Regions from separate parts of the Sus scrofa genome. Here region 2 is linked to region 1. Evidence: chromatin contacts called from public HiChIP or PLAC-seq data. All regions are on one chromosome and are shown on one strand. Each heading gives the region's core, a stretch centred on a gene start, on an enhancer-like site or on the middle of the called end of the contact. The rest is flanking DNA. Distances are from core to core; before and after follow the strand shown. Region 1 has its middle 74 kb from the start of MIR7141. Region 2 has its middle 13 kb from the start of MLPH.

Evidence for each region. HiChIP or PLAC-seq counts read pairs in DNA pulled down with a chosen protein or histone mark.
Region 2: a contact with region 1 is called in an H3K27ac HiChIP or PLAC-seq map of skeletal muscle. The contact joins two enhancer-like sites. A contact is called at or near these places in 1 of 47 Hi-C or Micro-C datasets (embryonic fibroblasts) and 1 of 2 datasets of contacts at active chromatin or transcription factors (skeletal muscle).

What each region holds. Positions count from the first base shown.
Region 1 is chr15:136,913,621-136,918,957 of Sscrofa11.1, reverse strand. No RefSeq gene overlaps it. Among named protein-coding and RNA genes, the nearest start is that of MIR7141, 74 kb to the left of the region's middle. Within about 2 kb of position 3,062, at least 14 of the 83 cell types and tissues checked have an H3K27ac peak or open chromatin away from gene starts, as enhancers often do. A contact at or near this core is called in skeletal muscle, where this site is marked.
Region 2 is chr15:137,165,701-137,171,037 of Sscrofa11.1, reverse strand. No RefSeq gene overlaps it. Among named protein-coding and RNA genes, the nearest start is that of MLPH, 13 kb to the left of the region's middle. Within about 2 kb of position 2,722, at least 16 of the 83 cell types and tissues checked have an H3K27ac peak or open chromatin away from gene starts, as enhancers often do. A contact at or near this core is called in skeletal muscle, where this site is marked.

The sequences.
Region 1 (5,337 bases), core at 1,813-4,312:
GAGGCAAGCAGGGAGGAAAAGCTTTGCCTTACAAGGGTTTTAATGCTGATCTCCTGGAAAGGTGGGAGCAGAGAGGCCAACCATGCAAGAGCAGGCCTGCTTCCCTCAGAGTTCCATCGGAATTGAAAGCAGATGGAATAATGACTACGTTTCAGCCCTGTGGGTTTGGTGATTTTTCCAGTGGGGGAGCTAGTTTGCGGTGGGTTCTCTTAGCAATGAATTAGAATTTAGGAAGCAGGAAGAGGTGAAGCTGGACAGCAAACATCTTGGTCATATTCGTGCAAAAGGTTCAGGAACAATCGAAGTGAGGCTTTTCATAAGAATTTCCCATTTCCTTTGGAGGGAACGTTAGATTCTTGCTAAAGAAAAGAGAAAGCTGGGCTGAGGATGCCAGGTCCTGATGGGGCTTCCAGGGGCCTTCCTTTTGTCATGTAAATTCAGACAATTTCCTAAGGGCTGTTCAGGACAGCTGTTCTAAAATCCCAGAAGTCGCTGAGGGCTGTAGAGTTTCACAGAACTTTCTCCGCAGCCCTGGGACCTCTCTCACGCCCTCGTTTTTATGCGCAAAGCCGTTCCTTGAGGAATACTTCATTTCCTGGCAAATGGCTGAGCCAGCAGAACGGCAGGTCCAGATGTCACCCAGCACTTGCCAGAGGGGATCCACGTTTACAACACCTGTGCCCAGCGATCGTGGAGAGGCCCCACCTGGCCCGATGCTCCTGTGGGCGGAGCCCCACCACGGGCTGATCCTTCCTGACACAGAGACTCCGTCACTGCTTTGCTGCTGCCCCCCGATCTCATGTTCCTCTAGTGCCTTGTATGTGTCTTATATCAAGTGTGTCACCCTTGGGATGAGAGGCCCTCCTTCCAGATGTGTCAGAGCACGGAAATGATTCCACCTGGGACACTCTGCACAGACCAGCATCTGCTGACCGTCCCAGCCCCTGGACCGCTGTGGGTGACTGCAAAAAGAAAGCGAGGAAACTGCTGAATTCTCCAAGTACCTGGGCTGCTGCCCCAAACTTCCCAGCTGTGGTCAGTCCCTCCTCACTGACTGAGTGCCCCGGAGACAAAGCAGGGCCTTGCCTCATCCTCCTGTGTCACTGCAGCCCCAGGGCTCATAATAATACAGCAGATGCAGCTGTATGGAGGGACTGGTCATGACAGGGCCAGCCCTTTCTCCCCTGGACCTCGAGTGTTGGGTGGACCAGTGGAAATTGAGACCTGGGAGTTCCAGGTGTGGCTCAGCAGATTAAGAACCTGACACAGTGTCCATGAGGATGTAGGTTCGATCCCTGGCCTCACTCAGTGGGTTATGGATCCAGCATTGCTGTGAGTAGGTCGCAAACACGGCTTGGGTCCAGCATTACTGTGGCTGTGGTGTAGGCTGGCAGCTGCAGCTCTGATTCAACCCCTAGCCTGAGAACTTCCATATGCCGCAGGTGCAGCCCTAAAAAGAAAGAAAGAAAGAAAGAAAGAAAGAAAGAAAGAAAGAAAGAAAGAAAGAAAGAAAGAAAGGAAGAAAGAAAGAAATTCAGATCTGCAGTTCAATAGAAAGGCCCTGAGGGTGAAAGTAGATGATTCGGAGTTTGAGGAAAGCTGGTAAATCGCTCCCCAAGAGATCTCCACACGCTAAACCCTGGGACCTGTGAATGTTAGTTTATGTGCAAAAAGAGAGGGCCTTTGCAGATGTGATTTAATCCGGGATCTTGAGTTGGCGAGACATTCCTGGATACGCAGATGGGTACCAAGTGCCGTCACGTGCATCCTTAGAAGAGGGAAAGCAGGGGCAGAGTCTGGAGTGGGGGGGGGTGCACAAGCCAAGGACTGCAGCAGCCACCGTAAACCAGAAGATCCCAGGAATGGCTTCTCTCCTGAGCCCCCAGAGGGAGTGGGATCCGAGGACACCTTGATTTCAGCCCAGTGATACTGTTTTGGACTTCTGGCCTCCAGGGTTGTAAGAGAATAAGTGTGTTACTGTAAGCCACCGAGTGCGTGGGCATTTGTCGTAGCAGCTCCAGGACGCTGCTGACAGGGGTCAGAGGAAATCGGTCCGAGGAGGGGACTTGGGAGAGCACTTGCCTCTAAGGGGTGGTGATGGGGACCTGGGGAGAAAGTCAGTGTCCTAAGATGAGGGGTCAGGACACAGACAAGCAAAAGGAGTGATGCTGAGCGGTCCCTCCCCACGGGGTCAGCCTGGCAGCCGTCTCCACCGTGGGATTCGCCGCCTGGTCTTCCGGGAGCCTTGGGACAGGGGCTGTGGAACCATCCGGCTCTGTCTCCACCCAGATGCCGGCACTTTGGTGAGTGGTATTTCCTCCACCGTGAGGATGCTGGCACTACGTTGTCCTCGAGGCACATCCTCCCCACCCGTGAGGTGTGTTAACCTCTGTCGACACTAATAGCCCTCACGGGTCCTTGTTCTAAGTCTTATATAAGCCAGGTGGTCGGCGAAATGCATGAAGGGAAAATGACCTCTTCCTTGGTCTTGGGAGATGGATGCAGTGAAGTGGTTTGCAGAGGACAGAGCAGCTGGTTTTGCGAAGATCAGATCACTCCTGACCTGATCTTTAGGAGCAGGTGTGATGGCTGAGACGTGGCCTTTGGAAGAGGAACCACCTCACCCACAGCCCCATCCAGAAAATTCTACCCATTCTCCTTGCCTCACACCCTGGAATCAGGAAGTGGAGATGTCAACAGACCCCTGAAGAGGCCTGTAGGGTCCCGTGTCTCCCTGACTGAGCTGGCCCTTCTCACCATGCCATGCAATGGGCCTCTGGCGGAAGCTGCCCGCAGGAGGAACTGACTTAGGTCGAGCATTTTCTTCGCAGCTCTCTGGCTTCATGCAGCAAGATGCGGCTCAGCATGATCATCAGTAGCACGGCGAGGCAGGATGGATGTGGGGGTCGGACCCAGCTGAGACTTCCGGGCAAAACCCACGGAAAGGACCCTGCTGGGCTTCGGATATCGTGGAAGTGGACAGGGTCCTGGAGTGTGGGATGGCTGTGGGATCTCTAAGTACAAGCTTTACCTCTGAGGTCTGTGAGCTAAGAGCATCACACTGAATCTCCCAGAGTCATGGAGGATAGCTCTCCGCTTGCCTCAAGGCAATGACAGCGGAGTGGCCACCTCTTAACTCTCTCCTTCCCTGAAACTCAGACGTCCCATCTTTGTCCCTTTGTTCCCTAGCACAAGATGTCTTGGGAGCTTTCAGCAAAGGAGCTGAGGAAATATCTAATTCCCAGAGTTCACAGAATAACCCATCATGCCCCCAGAAGACTACTCAGCTCTTCATTCCGATGCCAAAATATAAATACTTCCTTGCCTGGGTTGAGACTCTTCAAAAGCAAAAATAGCTGGTCCTTAGGTCAGCAGTTCTTAGCTTGTGGTTGCAACCCCCAGTGGGAAGTTCCAGTCACTGGCAGAGTGGGAGGTGGGTGAAAAATTGGGAACAAAGGTCCTGGCATGAGGACGGCCAGAGTTCTGCAGGGACCAAGGCATCATGGGATAGAGCTTGAGTCATTCCAGGGGCAGTGGCAACAGCTGAACATATGCTGCCAAGAAGCACCGAATTGGGTGACTCAACCTCAGGGCCTCCCACCGCCTGGGGTGTCCAATCCACCCACTGCTTCCTGGCTCTGGGTGGGGAGGGGCACCCACACAGAGAAGGACGGAGCTGAGAGGGGACCACCAAACTGTATTCCCCAGAGCTCCAAAAAAGCCCCTATGGTTTCGGAATTAGTCAGAGCAGGGCAAGATGGGTGAATGTTTTCTGATGACTTTTTTCCCCTGAAAGAAAGTTGACTGCTTGAAAGCTGTGAGCTCAGGCGTGGCCAGAGCAACCCAGATAAGTAGGAAATGGAAAAGTTGGGACTGCATTTAAAAGTTAATTTTATTCCCCTAAACCAAATAAGCCTTGAGGATAATAGCTTTGTGAGGCCTGTGCAGAGAGGCACACCGTAGAAGTTTCTAGAAACTTGAATAGTGATCATTAAAGCTGCAGGAGGGACAACGCTTCCACTGAAGTGGGCTGAATAGATCTTTCCAGAGCCCCCAGAGCCTACTGCCTCACTGGCAGTGAGAGTCCTAGAAGGCCAGGAGCCCAGAGACCGCTGGTCACTCCAGCTCGATTCTCTGGATTGCTCCTGGTGGAGTCCCAGCCCCAAATATGTGGGAAAGGAGAAAACAGAAAGCGATGAACTAGGAGAAAGACTCACTCAGTCTCTGTTCCTCCTCCGCTCCCCATCTTCTTATGTCTGACGTGACCTCCAGGTGTGCTCGAGGGCGGCTGCTCTGGGACACGGAGGAAGGGTGGGGGTGGATGGTCCAGACCACATGGTACTGGGCTTGGTGCAGGAAAGTGATTGCCGGTGCTGCGGTGGCTGGCTAGGGCACCGAGTCAGAGCAGACGTAACCATCAAGCCTTTGTTCCTGACCGCAACAGTGCCCTCCACGGTCAGAAAGGGACATCCCTGTCCCCATGCTCTGATTCCCCAGGGAAAGGCACTGGGCACAGGGCTGGGGGGACGGATGCAGAGCCCATGGGGGAAGGTCTCACTCGGAGGGGCCCCTGCCTCGTAATGGACCCATAGACCATGGCGAGGGGGAGAGATCCAGAAAACTGCAGTGCGGGTCCCTGCCCCAGGCAGGCGTGAGGAGAGCGGCTTTCCTCCAAAGCCTGGGAATGGCCTGTGGTCCGACCTAAAAGATGACAGGTAGGATTTTGGCCAGCACTAGACTTCCCAGTGTAGAAGCTGGATTTTAGGGGAGAAACCACTCACTCAGGTTTGGGGCACAATCTCTTGTTAGAACCTATTGTTCTGGCATCGGTGTTATCAATTCCCAGGGAGAGGCGATGGTGCCAAGGACCACAGAGCAACAGAGAGAAGTAAAGGGAGATGAGGTTTTGGAGACCAACCTTCAGGATGCTCCGATGTATTGCATATCAAGGACGGAGGGAAAAGAGGCATCCAGAATAATTCCTAGAAGAGTTCCCTGTGTGGCTCAGAGGGTTAAGGACCTGATGCTGCCTCTCTCAGGATGCAGGTTCAATGCCTGGCCTCACTGGGTAGGTTAAGGATCTGGTGTTGCCGTGAGCTGTGGCGTAGGTCACAGATGTGGCTTGGATCCGGTGTTGCTGTGGCTGCGATGTAGGCCAGCTGCTGCAGTTCCAGCTCCAATTCGACCCCTAGCTTGGGAACTTCCATATGCTGCAGGTGCGAACCTAAAAAGACAAAAAAAAAAAAAAAAAAAAAAAAAAGAAGAAGAATCCTTAGATATTTGGCTTGAGCAATTGCAAATTGTCATTATATGAATAACAAAAAAGTCGTGTCAGCC
Region 2 (5,337 bases), core at 1,473-3,972, 250 kb before region 1:
TACCGTGTGTAGTCAGGCATGCGGACGCTGGAACCAACTACAGGGGTTGGGCTCCCAGCTGAGCGCATCACCCGCCAACTGTGTCTCTGTGGCTGTGAACTAATCCCCCCGCCCCAGGCTCAGTTCTCCCTTCCACATGGAGGAGCTGCACCACTGGATTGTTCTGAATCTGTACACACAGAGCACTCGGATGGGGTCTGCCCTGTGGCGAGCGCTCTGTATTAACCGATGTGAGTATAGACCTGATTCGTTCTTTTTGGTTGTTGCGCAGTAGCCACTGCATGCATTCACCGTCAGTATTTTCCTACTTTCTTATCGGCGGAAGTTAACTTTTTTTTTGCTATTTAAAATATTTCTGCCAGGAATATATTGCAGAGAACACTTAGTCTCATTGACATGCTATCTATGATGATACATAAATATTATTGTACATATGTACATAGTATTGTACATACATACAAATACAAATACATCTACATGGTAAAAATCCCCAAATTGAATTGCTGAGTCAAAGGGTGTATGGAATTTTTAAGAGAAAATTCTAGAATTTTTTTTTTCTTTTATAGCTGCACTTGAGGCATATGGAAGTTCCTGGGTTAGGGGTCGAATCAGAGCTGCAGCTGCTGGCCTGCACCACAGCCACAGCAACGCCGGATCTGAGCTGCGTTTGTGAGCTAGGCTGCAGCTTGCAGCAATAGCAGATTCTTAACCGACTGAAGGAGGCCAGGGATCAAACCCACATCCTCATGGAGACTATGCTGGGTTCTTAACCCACTGAGCCACAATGGGAACTCCTAGAATTAAAAAAAATTTAATTGTTGAAACAACCTCAAAATTGCAGAAATTTACAACCGTGATACAAAGAACTTCTCCCCCTGATTTGGAAGTTGCTGACACGAGACTTTGTGTGTATTTTACACAAACAAGGACACTCTTCTACAAAACTTCAGTCTAACCATCAAAATCAGTAAATGGCATGTTGCTATCTCTAATCATGAGAACACTTTCTATTTTTTTAATTGTTGTTTGTTTGTTTGTTTTTTAGGGCCATATCTGCGGCATGTGGAAGTTCCCAGGCTAGGGGTCGAATCGGAGCTGTAGCTGCTGGTCTACACCACGGCCCCAGCAAGGCAGGATCCAAGCCACGTCTGCGACCTGCACCACAGTTCACGGCAACGCCAGATCCCTGACCCACTGAAGGAGGCCAGGGATCGAACCCGCATCCTCATAGATGCTAGTTGGATGCGTTTCCGCTGCGCCACAATGGGAGCTCCCCGCTTTCCAGTTCTGACGTTGCGTCAGTCACATCCTTTGCTGGGCAGGACCCAGTTCAGAATACCTCAGTTTCTTTCCTTCTTTCTCTTCTGGCCTTGCCACAGCGCGCAGAAATCCCTGGGCCGGGGATCAAACCCACACTACGGCAGTGACAACACCGGACCTCTAACTGCCAGACCACCAGGAAACTCCTAGAATACCTTGATTTCTTAAGATCGCTATTTAGGGGGAGCAAGGAGGGGACAGAGATAAAGGAGGGTAGGGGCGCAGCGGGGCTTGGTGGCTCCTGGCCAGGATCTTGGGCTGGGTTGTTTCTCCCCGACCAGCATTCCTGGCTTGTCTGGGCCTCACCTTTGCCCCCCTTCCCCAGCTCTCAGGGCTCCCAGGGCCCTGCTGGTATCCTCTGGCTCCCTAACTTTTCGCCTTTGCCTCTGTAACTGCCCTTCCTTGTTCATCTGCCTGGAGCTGGCTTTCTTTTTCTAAGGCTGTGTGGTTCCACCCTGTCTCTTAAAGAGGAGAAAACTGATGTTCAGAGTGGGGGTGGCATATTCTCAAGGTCACAGCGTGAGTTAGAGACCGCTTACCTCCCCAGCTGTGAGCCTCTCTCTAAGCCGCAGGGACCCTCCAGAAAATTTTGTGGAGGGCGGACACCAGAGGGCAGTAGAGGGCCGTGCTCGCCTCCTTGTTTTAAAGGTGGCGGAGACCCTGCCTCCTCTGGGATTTAGGGGCAGACGCCAGGAAGGAAGGCCCGCTGTCTTGGCCATGCTCTCAGGAAGCACTCTGGTGGAAGATGGCCTTGGAAGTGGACCCCGTCTCCAGGGTTAGCTGGGCAGACCCATCCTACTGAGGGCTGGGCCAGGACTCACCTCATCTATGCTCAGAGAAGGGACCCCGGGGTGATGGGTCAGCGGGGGGGCTGTCCCTGGCCCAGCAGGGGGCATCCTGTAGTGTCTGGAGGTGCCATCTTCTAAGCAGATGCAGGCTTAGTCCTGAAAAGCCCGTGGTCCTTCCCCGCCCCTCTTGGGTCCTCTGGGGAGCGTGCCAGCAGGCAGCCGTTAAACCCTTCCGGACCTTTCCTCTGTTTAAATTCTCTGGGCTGGTTTGGCCCTGGGCTGACTGGGGCAGCGGGAATTTGAGCTGAACATCTAGGAAGCTGAACCCACGTCACATCCCACCCCAAATCCCAGTCCTGTTCAATAAACTGTCTGTAATTTACCAGAACATCCATTTGCACCACATGCCAAGTGCATCTGAAAAATCAAGAAAACTCCCATTTGGGGAGACGTCCTCCTGGCTGTGGGTTGTCCTCCTGGGCGGGAAGTCATAGGGCCTTTGCGGAGATGTCACCTGACCCTGCTTCCTGCTGGCTCTTGAGCACACAGGGCCATGTGACGGTCCTCCATCCAGGGGGGTGGGGAGCACACACACTGCCCGGAGCCGTGGGTCTCCTGGGGTCAGAACCACACCCAGGAAGCCGGTCCGCCAGCCTCCCAAGCTCAGCCGCCTGCTCTCTTGCTCTCCGGGCTCCAGCCCTTTGCTGAATGATGTCCAACCCTCCCCCCGCAAGTACTCACTTGCTCGAATCCTGCTCCATTTGGGTCTCAGCTCAACTGGCCTCCATCAGAAAAGCATTTCTTGACTGTCCAGGCCCCACGTCCGACTCCCTGCGTTCCCCGCTCATCCTTGCACACCCATCCTCGTGGTTTGCCCACCAGAGTGGGAGGTCTGTGCTCCCTGCTCTAAGCTCTGGGAGCCCAGAATGGTCACGTGAACCAGCTGCCACTGGCCTTTTCATGAGCTGACCTGCGGGAGCTCCTGTCGTGGTGCTGTGGAAACGGATCCAACTAGGAACTATGAGGATGCAGGTGCGACCCCTGGCCTCCGTCAGTGAGTTAGGGATCTAGCATTGCTGTGAGCTGTGGTGTAGGTTGCAGATGCGGCTTGGATCCCACCTTGCTGTGGCTGTGGTGTAGGCCAGCAGCTGTAGCTCTGATTAGACCCCTAGCCGGGGAACCTCCACATGCCTCGGGTGTAGACCTGAAAAGCAAAAACCAAAAAGCAAAAAGCAAAAACCACAAAACTGCTTGTGGAATCAGTATTGTTCAATAATCATGCATATTTGGAAGATGCCCTTGGTTTTAACTTTGACGGATGGGCGTCTTCCAAACAGAGCTGTGCCCCCACCGCCCAGGCAGATGGACTGAGCTCGAGGCGCCTTGTGGGGAGGAGGGCTGGTGGGGAGGGGTGCAGGATAGGGAGGGGAGGGCTGCTTCATCCTTGTGTCCTCGAGGAGAGCTCGGCTGCTCTGGGGCCGCCCTTCCGCTCTTCCTCTCACCCTTTGTCGGCCCTGCCCTTGCTGTGTTTTGAGAGGTCGGCTTTCAGCCCCGCTCAGCTCTTGCCCCGTCTTCGCTGGCCCGAGGTCACGCCTGCTTTTTCCCCCCGGGAGGATGCGTCCCAGACCAGGAAACAGTCCGCATCCACTCAAAGGGCAACAGGATCCAGTGGCCTCTTTCCACCCCAAGGTCAAGTGCTCAGGAAGTTAGGCTTTGCAAACTCATTTTGGCAAGTTGCTTTCCCTCGTCTGAACGCATGAGGAATTCGATTTTGAAAAGGGCTTAGAAGGAGCTCTAATCAGAGAGGTCAGCCAAGAAGAGGGAAAAAATCTCCTGAAGAATGAAGCCCTTGGCTCTAAAGCCATCAGACCCCTCGGGCTTTCGGGGCTTGGGAAACTTCAGATCATGGGAGGCCCAGGCCCGCGGGCTCTGGCTTTTCCCCAACGTAGCCTATTCAGGAGCTTTTCACCAGCAAGGATTCGGGAATGGAGCAGAAATGGGTCCTGGAGAAGGGAAGGAATTAGGCAGTAAAGTTTTATGCTCTGTTCTCAGAAGACGCCCTTCTGGAAGTCTCAGGTGTGTTTAGGAAGGAGCATCGAAGGGAACTGGTCCTCGATGAAGACCTACTGGGTGCCACTGGGTGAGCACTGCCTGGGCGCCTGGGCTGCACACTGTTGTCTGTTGTCTGTTGTATCGGGTGTCTGTTGTATCGGGTGTCTGACTTACGCATATTAACTGGGTTGTGTAGGTCAGGAGGCTAAGACGCTCGCCCACGTTCACGCAGTTCAAGAGGGGAGGTCAGATTCCAACCCAGGTCTGAGTGTCTCAAAGCCTAGGCTTTCCCCACACCTAGGAAAAGCTGTGAAGAGCGAACCCAGAACCTGGAACCCAGAGCCCCTCTGGTGGTGCCCTGCCTGGGCACGTGGCAGGAAGTGGTCAGGTTAGCCCTGAGAGTGTCCTGTGACCACCCCACCAAGTTCCCAAATTGTGACCGCTAAATCGGAGGCTACAGCAGCACTCCCCCCCGCCCCGGTCATTCAATGAGTGACCTGATTTCAGTTTCAACAGCCCGAATTGCCCTCCACACCTCACTCGAGGCTCTTGTACAAATGTTCCGGAACATTTCAGGGTTGCTAACGACCCTCCCATAGTGAAATCTCTCACGAGATCCCTTCCTTGGGCTGCCTGCCGCCACCCCGATGGAGAGTACAGGGCTCAAGGTCAGTGCCAGCTGGAAACCAACCCGGAACCAGGGGAAGGATTCCAGCGGCACCCGACCCAGGGCCTCCCCACCCTGGGGCCAGATCCCAAAGCCTCTCCCAGCCAAGCCGGGTACCCACCCAGCCTCAGCCCATCAGCCCTCGCCCTTACACTCCCCACGCTGTGCTCACTCCCCCTTCCTGTTAACGTCCACCACCCGAACCCCAAAACCCAGGTACAGTTTCCAGCTCCTCCTACAGCCTCCTGGTCCCCGTGAATCCAAACAGCCTCGCTTGTTTCCTGGAGCACAAGATAGGGCTTCACTTCAGGGTGGAAACTCCTGTCCAGCGGCACTTTCCTGCCTTCTCTTTCTCTCCCTACCTGTCCACGGCTAACCCTCCAAACTGGCTCAGAGTCTGGCTGCTCAGGAGACCGGGCTGAGGCACTGAATTTTTTTTTTTTTTTTTTTTAAGAATCTACTGTGTGTAGATTCTTAATAGTTTATTTATTTATTTTGTCTTTTTGTCTT